Linked DNA regions of Mus musculus: all the other regions are linked to region 1. The links are chromatin contacts, called in public Hi-C, HiChIP or PLAC-seq and promoter capture Hi-C maps. All regions are on one chromosome and are shown on one strand. Each heading gives the region's core, a stretch centred on a gene start, on an enhancer-like site or on the middle of the called end of the contact. The rest is flanking DNA. Distances are from core to core; before and after follow the strand shown.

What was found. Hi-C and Micro-C count contacts between places; a contact is called where the count stands out from the background. HiChIP or PLAC-seq counts read pairs in DNA pulled down with a chosen protein or histone mark. Capture Hi-C pulls out chosen DNA fragments and counts their contacts.
Region 2: a contact with region 1 is called in an H3K27ac HiChIP or PLAC-seq map of large pre-B cells, with 9 times the contacts expected there. The contact joins the enhancer-like site here to the promoter of Agl in region 1. A contact is called at or near these places in 17 of 39 promoter capture datasets (the 3T3-L1 cell line, 3T3-L1-derived adipocytes, the C10 cell line and 9 more), 2 of 484 Hi-C or Micro-C datasets (bone marrow-derived macrophages and rod photoreceptor), 3 of 115 datasets of contacts at active chromatin or transcription factors (embryonic forebrain, embryonic stem cells and large pre-B cells) and 2 of 9 other capture datasets (adipose tissue and liver).
Region 3: a contact with region 1 is called in a promoter capture Hi-C map of adipose tissue, with 3 times the contacts expected there. The contact joins the promoter of Slc30a7 here to the promoter of Agl in region 1. A contact is called at or near these places in 19 of 39 promoter capture datasets (the 3T3-L1 cell line, 3T3-L1-derived adipocytes, the C10 cell line and 11 more), 9 of 484 Hi-C or Micro-C datasets (the G1E-ER4 cell line, bone marrow-derived macrophages, embryonic stem cells and 6 more), 17 of 115 datasets of contacts at active chromatin or transcription factors (the 230-238 cell line, the SCID.adh cell line, bone marrow-derived dendritic cells and 13 more) and 4 of 9 other capture datasets (adipose tissue, embryonic stem cells, liver and 1 more).
Region 4: a contact with region 1 is called in a Hi-C map of cardiomyocytes, with 2.9 times the contacts expected there. The contact joins the promoter of Vcam1 here to the promoter of Agl in region 1. A contact is called at or near these places in 2 of 39 promoter capture datasets (cranial neural crest and hippocampal neurons), 1 of 484 Hi-C or Micro-C datasets (cardiomyocytes) and 1 of 9 other capture datasets (liver).

What each region holds. Positions count from the first base shown.
Region 1 is chr3:116,806,604-116,809,625 of GRCm38.p6, reverse strand. Agl (amylo-1,6-glucosidase, 4-alpha-glucanotransferase) reads left to right here and starts at 1,460. Exons shown (of 34, transcript NM_001081326.1): 1 at 1,460-1,598; 2 at 2,209-2,358. The coding sequence starts at 2,277.
Region 2 is chr3:116,029,105-116,032,168 of GRCm38.p6, reverse strand. No RefSeq gene overlaps it. Among named protein-coding and RNA genes, the nearest start is that of Extl2, 22 kb to the right of the region's middle. Within about 2 kb of position 1,573, at least 18 of the 459 cell types and tissues checked have an H3K27ac peak or open chromatin away from gene starts, as enhancers often do. A contact at or near this core is called in hippocampal neurons, where this site is marked.
Region 3 is chr3:116,005,717-116,008,788 of GRCm38.p6, reverse strand. It overlaps Slc30a7 (solute carrier family 30 (zinc transporter), member 7), which reads left to right and starts at 1,383. Exons shown (of 11, transcript NM_023214.7): 1 at 1,383-1,654; 2 at 1,854-1,955. The coding sequence starts at 1,575. Extl2 (exostosin-like glycosyltransferase 2) reads right to left here and starts at 492. Exons shown (of 5, transcript NM_001163514.1): 1 at 252-492.
Region 4 is chr3:116,128,389-116,131,505 of GRCm38.p6, reverse strand. Vcam1 (vascular cell adhesion molecule 1) reads left to right here and starts at 1,818. Exons shown (of 9, transcript NM_011693.3): 1 at 1,818-2,202; 2 at 2,698-2,973. The coding sequence starts at 2,139.

The DNA.
Region 1 (3,022 bases), core at 211-2,710:
GCAGGACAATGGGAAAGGCTAGTTTTGCAGCCCTGGAGAACAGCTATCCACTGGGGAGCAGCAAAATGAGCTGGCCAGAGGATAGTGTGATGAATCTGTACCAGATAAAGTGTCAGAGCGTGCACCCATGCTCCACATTTCAGATGGAGAAGTTATGGATCAGAACGCTTTGGGTAATCTACATTTAAAAAAGAAAATCAGAGAAACCCAACATACAGCGATAGAGTGTGGTATCTGAGTCACCGGCTCCCATTCTTCAACCCTCCCCAAACGAAGACCTGCTGGGTTCATTAGTCTAGCAGGCAGCCTTCAACTGGGGGATTTCATGGTCAAGCAGGAGTTTGTAGCCAGTTCACAGAGGGCGCACTCTGGCCTCCACACTTCCTAGGAACACAGCAGAAGAGACGCCTAAGGGAACATCAGACCTGAAGGAGAAATCTTGAGATGACTGTCACAGAAAAACCAGAACGTCTTTATAAGCTAGAATGCACACTCATTCTTCCATTTTACCAAGTCCTTATTGATATCAAGCCACGGAAAATAATGCCAACCTTAGATGAAGGGTTTAGTGAACCAAAATCATCGGGAATGTACTTGAAATCACATACACTCCGTTGTTCATGAAGCGGCTTTAAGCATGTTACTTAACCTTTGAGGGAGTCTGTTTCCTTGTCTTTAAATCAACGGTAACCAAATAATAATAATAAAAATAAATAAAAAATAAAAATGCATGTTTGCTGTGACAAAACCCTGAACCAAAAGCAAGTTGGGGAAAGAAAGTGTTTGGCTTACACTTCCTGGTCACAGTGCTCTATTGGAGGAAGTTAAAGCAGGAACTCAACGAGAAAGACCCAGAGGCAGGACCTCAAGCAGAGACCATAGAGAAGTGCAGCTTGCTGGCTTGCTCCTCCCGGGCTGGGCCGCCTGTTTACCTATGGAACTAAGGCCCATCTGCCCAGGGGTGGCCATGCCTATTTTCCTCCCATATAGCAACCATAAAACAAGAAAATGCTCCCATGCACAAGCCCACAGGCCAATCTGATGGAGGCAGTTCCTTAGCTGAGGTCCCCTCTTCCCAGCGACCAGTGTGTCACAAGGTTAATGAAGCCAAGCAGGGAATTTTAAGAAACTTGGTTTTCCCAACTTTGCATTTTCTTCCCAGAAAGAACGTCCCTAACTAAACATTATCCCAGCTCTTCTTCGCTCTTGAACTCACTTTTCCTAGAGAGGCAGAGCGATCGCACATCAGGGCAATGACAGTTCCCAAAGCCCAGACCCCCTCAAACCCACAAGCCGTGCCCACCTCTCGCGAGATCAGTGGTCTGTGCTAGCGGGGGCGATGGCTCCCGGAAGTGGGCGGGGAGGCAGGGCCACGCCCCCCAGGCTAGTCCGGGGCCCAGCGGAGTCGGCACGTCCTCCGGCCGCGGGGGGCGGAGTCTCGGCGGCCCTGGCCTGTCACTGTCCCCTGGCCCGGGTCCCGGCGCCCCTCCCCGTGCCCTTCACGGCCGCCCTGCCCTCCCCGGGCCGCCGCTGCGTCCGGCGTTCCCGCTGTACCCGGCTCCGGCTCCCGCTCCCGACGCCGCACGTCTATCCCGCTCGTAAGTGCCTGGAATGCGTCCGTCTCCGGACGCGCATTCCTTCTATCTATAGCCGCTCTGTACATCGCATGCCACCGCCGCCGCAGCTATTCCCGGGACAGCAACTGCTAACCTCTCCAATCACCTCCCTATTGGTGGCTTCAGACCCGAATTTGGGAACTGGGCGCTCTTCCACCTGTTCAGCAGCCTGATCTGCTGGAGGCTACAGTGCCATTTGGAGTTTTCAGGGCCCCCTGGCTCAGGAACGGAATTTATGCCACTGAACTCCAGGGTTTTCGCGGATGCATTGCTTTTCTCTGAGAATGCTTTAGGGGTTTTGTTGGTCTGCTCTGTTTTGAACTGAGTGTAAGACTCTACATCTTTGCTTCAGGCTTTCTTATTCTGCTCCAAGAGAGAAGAAACTTCTCCCTTGTTGGGCTTTACTGACAAGATTTTGCTCTTTCTCATTGCTCTTCTTGGCTTTAAACCTATCTAGGACATGTAAGTGCCGCTGTCAACTCCAGAGAGTTTTAGGTCATATTTTCTTTTCTTTTCTTTCTTTCTTTCTTTTTTTTTTTCTTCTTCTTCTCCTTTTTTTTTTTTTTTTAAATAATTCCACTTTGTTTTATAGGGGTAACTCATTCCACTTTGGAGTCCTTTTAGTTCTACGGAAAGAGTTCGAATCCTCCAGAAGCCAAAATGGAACACAGTAAGCAGATTCGAATTTTACTACTGAACGAGATGGAGAAGCTAGAGAAGACCCTCTTCAGACTTGAACAAGGTCCGTTGCAAGTTGTTTGATTAGCTCTTTTTATGTCTTTTAATGCATTGGCGTTCTATTAGATTTTTTTTTAACTTAAAATTAGGGACTGGGTGTTGGCAGGTAGAATGCATGCTTAGCATAAATGAGGCTGTAGATTCAGTCCTCTGCATGAACAGACACACACACACACACACACACACACACACTCGCGCACTCAAATAACTTTAAGTTAGCTGAAATTTCATAGATCTTGATTTGTGCCAAAATGGTAGGTACATTGGTGGTGAGGAATGAATGTTGATTAAGAATAGACCTGTCACGTTAGCACAAAGATAGCTCAGCTCATCTTGCTGCAGACGACCACCGGAGGCAGACACTACAGGTTATAGGAAGTCCCTCGTGGGTAGAACTTGTGCCTAGCCTGGGTTCAGTCCCTACCTTAGGGAGAAAAAGAAGTGGTAGAGAGTGCGTGTGCAGTTAAAAGATTGAGCATGTTATTAGTAATAGCATTTATTGTTATAACTCGTGAAATCATATATAATGTAGCTTTGCATATATCTGTAGGGTGGCTTTTCAGAGCAAACTCTTTTCCTCTATTGAGCTTCAGCGCTGGGAGAGTAGAGTACAGCAAAAGGCGTAGTGAGCTTGCTAACCCTATCAGGAGCCTCTCAAGCAAGTAGAA
Region 2 (3,064 bases), core at 324-2,823, 780 kb after region 1:
TCTGGCACATCCGAAATATGCTTTTTTTCCCCCAAGTCCTTCTCAGAAAAGCAAGCTGTCTTCTGCATTTCTTCAATGTAAGAATGGAAGATGAATGTGGACCAGAGGAGAGGAATCAGTCCGAAAAAGCCATCACAGGAGATGTCTGTGGCTTTCTGATGGAGCCATGCTCACAGCCTCACACACTGGACGTGTTATCAGACAAGCACATTTTCCCTCGAGTTTGCATCCCCATAGGCATTGTCACACTAGCATGGAACTTACAGGTGAGAAGTCATGCCATGTAGATAAGTAATAACCAAATGACCTAACAAATGGTGCTAAGCAGGCTTTTTCTCAGCTGTGTCACTGTCAAATCCTCTCTGTTCACTGGTGGGTGCTTAGCAACATCCCCTTAACATATCAGTGGTGAGTAGCACACCTCCAGTTGTAACAACCAGAACAATCTGCCCCAAACTGCCAGATGGCCTAGAAACACACACACACACACACACACACACACACACACACACACACACACAGACACACACACGATTAGTCCAAGTTAACACCTGGTATGAAATAAAGCTGCTTTCTTGTGATAAAAGCAAAACAAACAAACAAAAAAGAACTAAAAAATAAAACCCCAATTGGGTTTTTGATATTTTCTTCTCGGAAATCAATGAAATGCTGAGATACAGAGACTCTGTCACATAAATTTCATGGGAATTCTCTCTGTGGACAGGCATGATACCCTTGCCTATAATCCCAGTGATCAAGACACTGAGACAGGAAGACCCTAAACTGAAGGATGAGCCAGATGATAAACTAAAGACCAGACTGGACTACAGAGCAAAAACAAACAAGCAAACAAACAAACAAGCAAGCAAGCACATCCTTTGCTGCAGTGGGCTTCCTAAACTGTTTTGGTGTTTGCAGAGGCTTGCTCTCTTTCAACGCTATGATTTTGATCCACCCATACTTCATAACTAACTTCAAAAATCACCTGGCTGCACGGTCCTTTTTCTTTGATGGGTATTTCTGTGATTTCTGAAGGCACTGTCAAATTCTTTCTGGTATACAGCATCCTTCCCAAACAAGTGCAACATGTAAAGTTTCATGGCAAATGTTCCTTTCATCCTTACCCTACAGGGAAGGACATTAAGAAGGGTCAGGACCCAGTGCAAGTGTGTGTTAGAAAATAAATGGGTTTTATGTTGTGAGAGACTTCACAGAAGGAGAGAATATGGAGGTGAATCAAGACCAGGACTTGTGTGTTGGGGCGGGGTGGAGGGAGAACAAAGTTGGGAGTCTTAGTAAGACAAAAGCTGACATCGGCGGTCTATTAATTACATGTCTATACAGCAACCTGGAAATAGTTCCTAGAAGCATTTTTAAAGCTTCCTGAAGCTTTTACCGCCCTTTGAGCTGTCACTGAACACTTCCTTGTCTGTCTGTTCGGCCTCCTCAACATCAAGTTCTGTGAAGGAGAAGCCTTTAATACCCTGAAACCCTCAGATATTTTATGTGGAACGAGCAGATGACAGGAAAACGGAAATGCCGGAAGTCAGGAAGGCTGGGGGAAACAGGTGTTCTCAGATGTGCTATTAATAGTGTCACCATGACAACAGTTGTAGAGGAATCTAGCAGTATGTATCAAAGCCCATAAAAGAAATGAATCTCACTAGATCGATCCAGGTGTGCAATTTCGTTGGACTTCATTTTAAGGGAACAATCACGGGCTATGCTCATAGATCTGTAAGGTAGGGTGATGTATCCAGTATTGCATAGCAAGGAGGTAGCAAGTGAACTGGGAGCAGGCTGGCGAGTACAGAGTCCTGGTCTCCTCACACTGGGATGACAAGGGAGCAGGCTGGGGAGTACAGAGTCCTGGTCTCCTCACAGTGGGATGACAAGGGAGCAGGCTGGGGAGTCCTGGTGCTACGGAAGCATCTGTTCAGGGCTGGGGAGAAGCCTTAGTGGGAAAGGCACTTGCTACGAAGCCTAAGCATCTGAGCTTGATACTTCTAACCCACATTGTGGGAGGATCTAATTGACTCTGAAACGTTGTCCTCTAACCAACACACACACACACACACACACACACACACACACACACACACACACACACACACACAGAGAGAGAGAGAGAGAGAGAGAGAGAGAGAGAGAGAGAGGGTCTTACTCTGTAGCAGGGCTGATCTTCACAGGAATTCTCCTCCCTCAGCCATCTGAGTGCTGGGATTACAGGGGTGATCTTTGATTTCTTTACACTGCTGTAAATGTGTCCAAACTGATAGAATACATACGTACTGTGGCTTTAATGTGAAGAGCCAGGTGTGATGATGTCTCATGTCTCTAATCTCAGCATTTTGGGAGACTCGGGCAGGAGGGGCCTTGAGTTTGAGGCCAGCCTACATTAAAGGATAAAACTGTCTCCAAAACAAAACACAGGGGGGAAAGTATATAAAGAATGAAAACAAGGAACAAGCCTTTGGTTCCTGGGTACTGTGCACAGACAGTGCTCTCCGTATCTCCCTTTGTGGATGTTGGGTTTTCTAGCATTAGAGCAACCTAACAGCTTTAACGCTTTGAACATCTGAAATGGGGAAGCCGCTATGACTATGACGTATGACTCTAGTCAGACATACCACCTCTCTTATTATTTAAAACCAATTCTTAATAAAACCTATGAATATTAACCTGTCCTTAGTTTTCCAACGTTTAGGATATATATAAAACAATCACATTTTGACAAACAGGGGCTCTTCAAATGTGATGTCTGGCAAGGATTTCGTCCCGGAGTCTAATAGCAGAGCCTGTAGGCTTCACTCCTGAGCTACACTGCTACACAGGTGTAGTTTTGAGCCCGCACAAGTGATTTTGGATCATGTGGAGTACGAGTAAAAGGTTTTCATGGAAAGATGGTCTTAGGAGGTCTAGCCACAGTGTAGAAATCTTTCTTATATAGACCTAAAAGTATTTTTGTTGATGATTCATAATATGAGAGAAAATAGTACAATTCACATGGTTATTTAAAATTTTCAATCAAACACAGGGCTATCTTCCCAATAGGAAACTTATT
Region 3 (3,072 bases), core at 134-2,633, 800 kb after region 1:
CATGACAATAATGGTCCAAGAAAGGCAAAGACAAAAGAGACATGTTTGTCCTAGAACTTATAGAATCAAGCCGTTTGTTACCAGCAGTTTTTAAAGAGGAACATTAAAAAAAAATCAAGATCTATTTTCAAAAATCTAAATTACAGAATAAATCCTTCCTACCCACAAAGTTCCAAGAACGAGGGCAAAACAAGCAGAGGTCCCAAATGGAAAGATAAAATCAATGAAAGAGAATTTCACAGTTGCCTCACCTCTAGTGCAGAAGATTGCAGCGGGGCCAGCGGGTTTATTTGCAGCTTGGTTAGCATAAATCGAAAGGAGAGTCTCCTTTGCTTGCCTCTTTTCCACCCCTTTCCTAAACCGGGCTTCCAACCTCTCTGCCCGTCCAATTGATAACCTAGGAAATGCGCCGCCTGCAAAGTGAGTGCCTGGAGCAGGGGACAGTTCCTGAGTGGCCACCCCTCCCTCGCTTTGGGTGACGCTCCACTTCCTGTTAGGCAAAAAGGCTTTCCCAAGAAGCTCGGTTTTGTAGTTTCCAAGCCACCTCCCCAAACCAGACCCCCTTTCCGGGTTTCCCCTTCTAGGTAATAACTTTTAATCATTCACGTGATCGGCCAGCTGACCTTGTCTAAACAATCCCCTAGAAAGATGCTGGAGAGTGTCTCTCTAGCCAGCCCAGGCCCACAAGGCTCATCCCCAGCCTCCCACCCAACAGGCTTGTATCTGCACCTCCTGAAATGGACCATAGTGACAGCTACTGTCTTGGGGGTGACAAGGATGCTAAAGGAACCTGTCTGCGGTTGCCTTCAGGGCTACAACCGAATGAGGTTGCAGGGGAGAAACAGCAAGAAGCGGACCTCAAGGCCATAGTCTATGGCCCTCTTCCTAAAGGACGTTTTAAAATACCTTTAAGTGTTTCTTTTGCAAAGCACTCAACGATCGCGTCCCGCGTGACGGTTTCCGCGGGTGGGGGTGGACTCCCTTAGCGTTGACCTCGGGAAGCCATTCTCGCACATCCCGTGCAGTGGCGGCGCAGCACGTGGCCGCCTGGGCTTTTCAGTGATGCTGCCTAAGGCACAGCGGGGATTTGAGGTCCTTTAGGGGGTTAATGCTGAAGGAGCAGGAGCGGGCTGCACTGCATCCGGGGACGATAGTGATGGGCGATCTGGGTGGGTGACAGCGGGCCCTGAACCAGTCAGCCACGTCTGCAGAGAGCCAGCAGGGGTATCTTTCGTGAGTTCAGGAGATAGGACCCCTAGCTCAGCTAGAGATAGATCCCCAAGCTTTCAGCTCGGACTTTCCGCAGCCCCCAAGCCCCGCCTCCTCCCCGTAAGCCCCTCCCCTGCCGGAGTCCCCGCCCCCGCCTCCCGCTTTCCCGTCCCAGGACGCGTTGCGCGGCCCGGGCCGGAAGTCCTCGAATTCCCGGGTGTGTGTCTGTGTCTGTGTCTCGCGGCGGTGCCGCGGCGGTCAAGCGCTTTGGGGTCCGCGTTTGAAGCGTCACCGCTGTCACTGCCGCCACCATACCGAGTCACTTCTAGAGGGACGGAGACCCGGCCCTTCGCCGGGTGGAGAAGATGTTGCCCCTGTCCATCAAGGATGATGAATACAAACCACCCAAGTTCAATCTGTTCGGCAAGATCTCAGGCTGGTTTAGGTGCGGGGTGCTGTGATTGCTGGGAGGGGGCTGCCCGGGATGCTGAGACAAAGCTGGGTGCTAAGGATGGCCTGAGGTCCAGCATGGGAGCGTCACCCTCCTGCTGTGGTGGAACGAGCATGCGGACTGGGTGGGTTTTGAGGGGTCCCCGCAACCCCCTTGGCTCCTGCTTGCTTCTGATCACCTGTATCGTGCCCAGGTCCATCCTGTCGGACAAGACATCCCGGAACCTGTTTTTCTTCCTGTGCCTGAACCTCTCTTTCGCTTTTGTGGAACTACTCTACGGCATCTGGAGCAACTGGTAACCAAAGGGGAAGATGATTGGGGCGGAAGCAGAGGGTGAGGGAGACAAGCCACTATTTGCTTAGTGCCACGTAGCTCCTTACCGGCAGGTTCACGTCTTACCTTTGCCACTACCACTTTTGCTGAGTTGCTCTCAGCGTACTCTCACCAAAAGGGAAGGGCTGCAGTTCTAAGATCGGGGACTCTCATTTCCTGCAACTCCATTAAACAGAACTGACAAACAGGCCCCCTCCTCATATTTTTTTTTTACTTTTTTATTTGGCAGATGCAATGAATCTCTTTAACAGCTTGCCTTAGCTATGCCTCAGGAAAAATGAGAGGATCCTGTTAGCTAACCTACCTGTGGGTGTGGCTTTTTTTTTTTTTTTTTTTTTTTTTTTTGGATTTCACTCCTAAGATTCTGAGAGAGAAAGATCTGAATGGCCCTGTTAAATTTATGATTGCCTTTGAATGACTTTTGAAGAGGTTTGTGAAGAGACCGTTGGCAAAGCATATGCCATTCTCTTTTCCAGTGAAACTGTCTTAGGATTTTCCTTGTATCTTTACTGCAGTAGAAAATCCCATACAGTTTTCTGAGAATGCCATTTTGACTTGAAGGCTTTGGTGTCACCTTTGGGCTTTTTTGTTTGTTTGTTTTTGTTTTATGGTGTCAAGATTTGGGTCGAAGAGAGTCCGGTGTCGCTAAGGAAGTAAAGTCACTGGAATTTAAGTATTTGCTGTGGGATAACTTCTGGGCTTGTGAAACTGCTCTGCAAATAACAGAATGAGCACACTTCTGAAGTGTGCTAACTCCATTTCTAGATTTTATTCCCTTCTAAGAATCGATAAAAGAGGGGCAGAAGTTGAGAGTGCTCACTGCTCTTGCAGAGGATCAGGATTTCGTTCTCAGCACCATATCTGGTGGCTCACAACTGCCTGTAACTCCAGCTTCAAGGGTCTGACATTCTTTTCTCCACCTCACAGGCACATGCACACATGTGACAGACACAGAAAAACAGAGACGTACAGACAGACACACACATGCAGGGATAAAAACAAAATGTTAAAGAAAGAGACTCTATTAGAAGATGGGGGATATAACTCTCCCAGGATCTTTAGGCGAGTTACATAGGATT
Region 4 (3,117 bases), core at 569-3,068, 680 kb after region 1:
CTCCTTCAAAGAAGGCAGGCTCCATGCCTTTGAGTCCTTTCCCTTTACTTTTTGTATTTTACATCTGAGACACAGACGTGATGTTTGGTGAAGGAACGGCCATAGGAAAATCATGATGATTAACCATATAAGGACTGCAGAATTAGGACTGGCTTAATCTTGGTCCTCAGTATTTGCTTCAAAAACAACTGATCCAACTTCAAACTTCAGGCTCTTGGGTCTCTAATGAAGCTGCTATAAAAGATCTACATAGCCACGGAGAGTTCTTTAGCTATATGTTAGAGTAGTGGTTCTTAAACGAGGAAGGATTTGACCTTGTGGAATCCACCAAATAGTTTTTTTTTTCACTTCCTCTGTTGTATGTACTATTCTCCTTTCCTGATAGGAATTATTTCTCCACTCACTTGGGTGAGAACTGATACCAAATAAGATGAGTCTGCATGATCCAAGTAGTTATTTATTTTTAAGTGTCAAAGACATGGATTAACATTTTCTTACATGCCTTTGATCTATGGAGAAGGTGAGAATCAGTAGGGGGTAGTCTATACTCTCCTTTTATGACATGACATTGTTGAGGTCCTCTAGATGACATGGCAGCTAATGTCATCGATCCCTGGATATGTCGTCATAGCCCTAAAATATATCCCTCAACTTCCCTTTTATACTTGCCTCTCAGTGGGAGCCACATGTATTCTCAAGAGGGAATTCAGAAGTCTCTCCTGCCAGGTTGGAGCAGTTGGCGACTGTGGGTCTCACTGATAGCCTTTGTCCAATGACATGATACTGTTAATTTTACATGTGCCCAGATGTCTGGGAACTATACCTTTCTTGTGGAATTATTTTTTTCTCTCACGTGGCACTTATGAACTACATTCAGTATTTTGAACGTTTCTCTTCTAGATTTTAAACATCTAGAAGATGCTGCAGGTTTTATAGTCGTTATATATAAAACCATTATATATATATATATATATATATATATATATATATATATATATATATATATGGAATAGAAACAACTATGAATAAGAACTAGTCCTGGCCATGCAGGGAACTGATAATGCCATGTGGGAGGTAAACCCACATGTGTATAATACAAGGAAGTGGCTATTCCGGTTTCTTTCTGATGGGCAAGCATTTTGCAAGGACATGGGCTATGCATGTGTAAGACCTACAGAGGCATTTAAGACACTTAATTGAGTCTTTCAAAAAGTCATTTCACTGGGAGTAGAAAATAATAATAAAAAAATGGTTGTCAATTCATCTCCTAAAGCTAATCTGTTTACATATTCAATTGGACTTGTGGCTAAATAATGCAGCCAAAGAAATCCACCACAAAAATTTAGCAGACAGATCCCATTTTTTAGCGTTCAAGTCTGCAAAAGACTTCCTGTCATCCAGCAATGGGTCAAAGGGCTGGGGCATTGTCAAACAAAAGAAAAGATAATTCCCTTCATTCTGCATCAACGTCCTTTCATTTACTACTTCAGAAAGTTATTTCAGGGAGGTTTTTTTTTTGTCAAAAATTCACTTATGAATAAAAGAGTATAAAAATAAGAACTACTGACTCACATTCTAAAAGAGTGACTCATGATAATGGGTCAATAAAAACAAATAAAGGATATTTTCCTTTTTTTGTTGAAAGAGAACAATTTTTATTTTTTAAATTGCAAATGCATTTCTTAATGAAGAAAAGTCAGTGGTTATTTACTGAGTGATCTCTGTCTTTGCTGTCACACACACACACACACACACACACACACACACACACACACTGTTGGCAGTTTCATTTTGCAATCATCTTTTCAGGAGAGATAGCCCTTTCGGAGCTGAAGGTCAGGAAAAGCCAGAGATTTATATACTTGGAAGTGTCGTGTTTCCCAGGACTCAGAATGACTTCAGCCCAGAAAGCAGCTGAAGGGGTTAACGTGGGGACTTGGCTGGCTGTCAGTTAAACTTTTTCCCTGGCTCTGGGTTTCCCCTTGAAGGGATTTCCCTCCGCCTCTCTAGCAAGACCCTTTATAAAGAGCAGACTTTCTATTTCACTCACACCAGCCCGGCTGGCTTTGGAGGCTGAACACTTTTCCCAGACACTTTTCACGTGGGGCACAAAGAAGGCTTTGAAGCAGAGACTTGAAATGCCTGTGAAGATGGTCGCGGTCTTGGGAGCCTCAACGGTACTTTGGATACTGTTTGCAGTCTGTAAGTTCCTGACCTATTTCACACATCTACAGCTTCTGGTGTACTACAGAGCTTTGCTATAAGAGCCAGTATTCTGACAGAGCTGGGGACGGATTTTCTTTCCACTGTCAAATGAGTAATTTGGATTATATCGGTAGTGGGTCTATCTCTTTAGTTTCCTGTATTCGACAATGAAATCAAGCTTAGAAAGTGACAAAAAAAAAAAAAAAAAAAAAAAAAAAAACTTTGTGCAATGGGCTTCAAAGTCAGAACTGAGCATTCTTCTTCGCGGTGACGATTCCAGCACCTTCCTCAAGAGCAACTTCAGGGCTTTGGGTCTGTCTTGTGCTATTAGTCTGAGACAGTTTAAAAAGTAGATCATCCCAGCTGTGCTTTGGACACTGTATTGCTGCGCAAGAGAAAAAGGACACAGTATGGGGCAGACCATGGTAAACTTGTTCTCTCTCTCTCTCTCTCTCTCTCTCTCTCTCTCTCTCTCTCTCTCTCTCTTTTCAGCTCAAGCTTTTAAAATCGAGATCTCCCCTGAATACAAAACGATTGCTCAAATCGGTGACTCCATGGCCCTCACTTGCAGCACTACGGGCTGCGAGTCACCATTGTTCTCATGGAGAACCCAGATAGACAGCCCACTAAACGCGAAGGTGAGGACGGAGGGGTCCAAGTCCGTTCTGACCATGGAGCCTGTCAGTTTTGAGAATGAACACTCTTACCTGTGCACAGCAACATGTGGCTCTGGGAAGCTGGAACGAAGTATCCACGTGGACATCTACTGTAAGTGAAGGAAGGAGCTTTTGCTTTCTCTTGATTTTGTTTGAAAAAAAATTAACGATATATTAAACAGAGACTTTTAAAGAGTATCTAGATTTTTAGCTAGCAAATGCACAATTTCAATAAAGCCAGAGAAAGAAGAAGCTA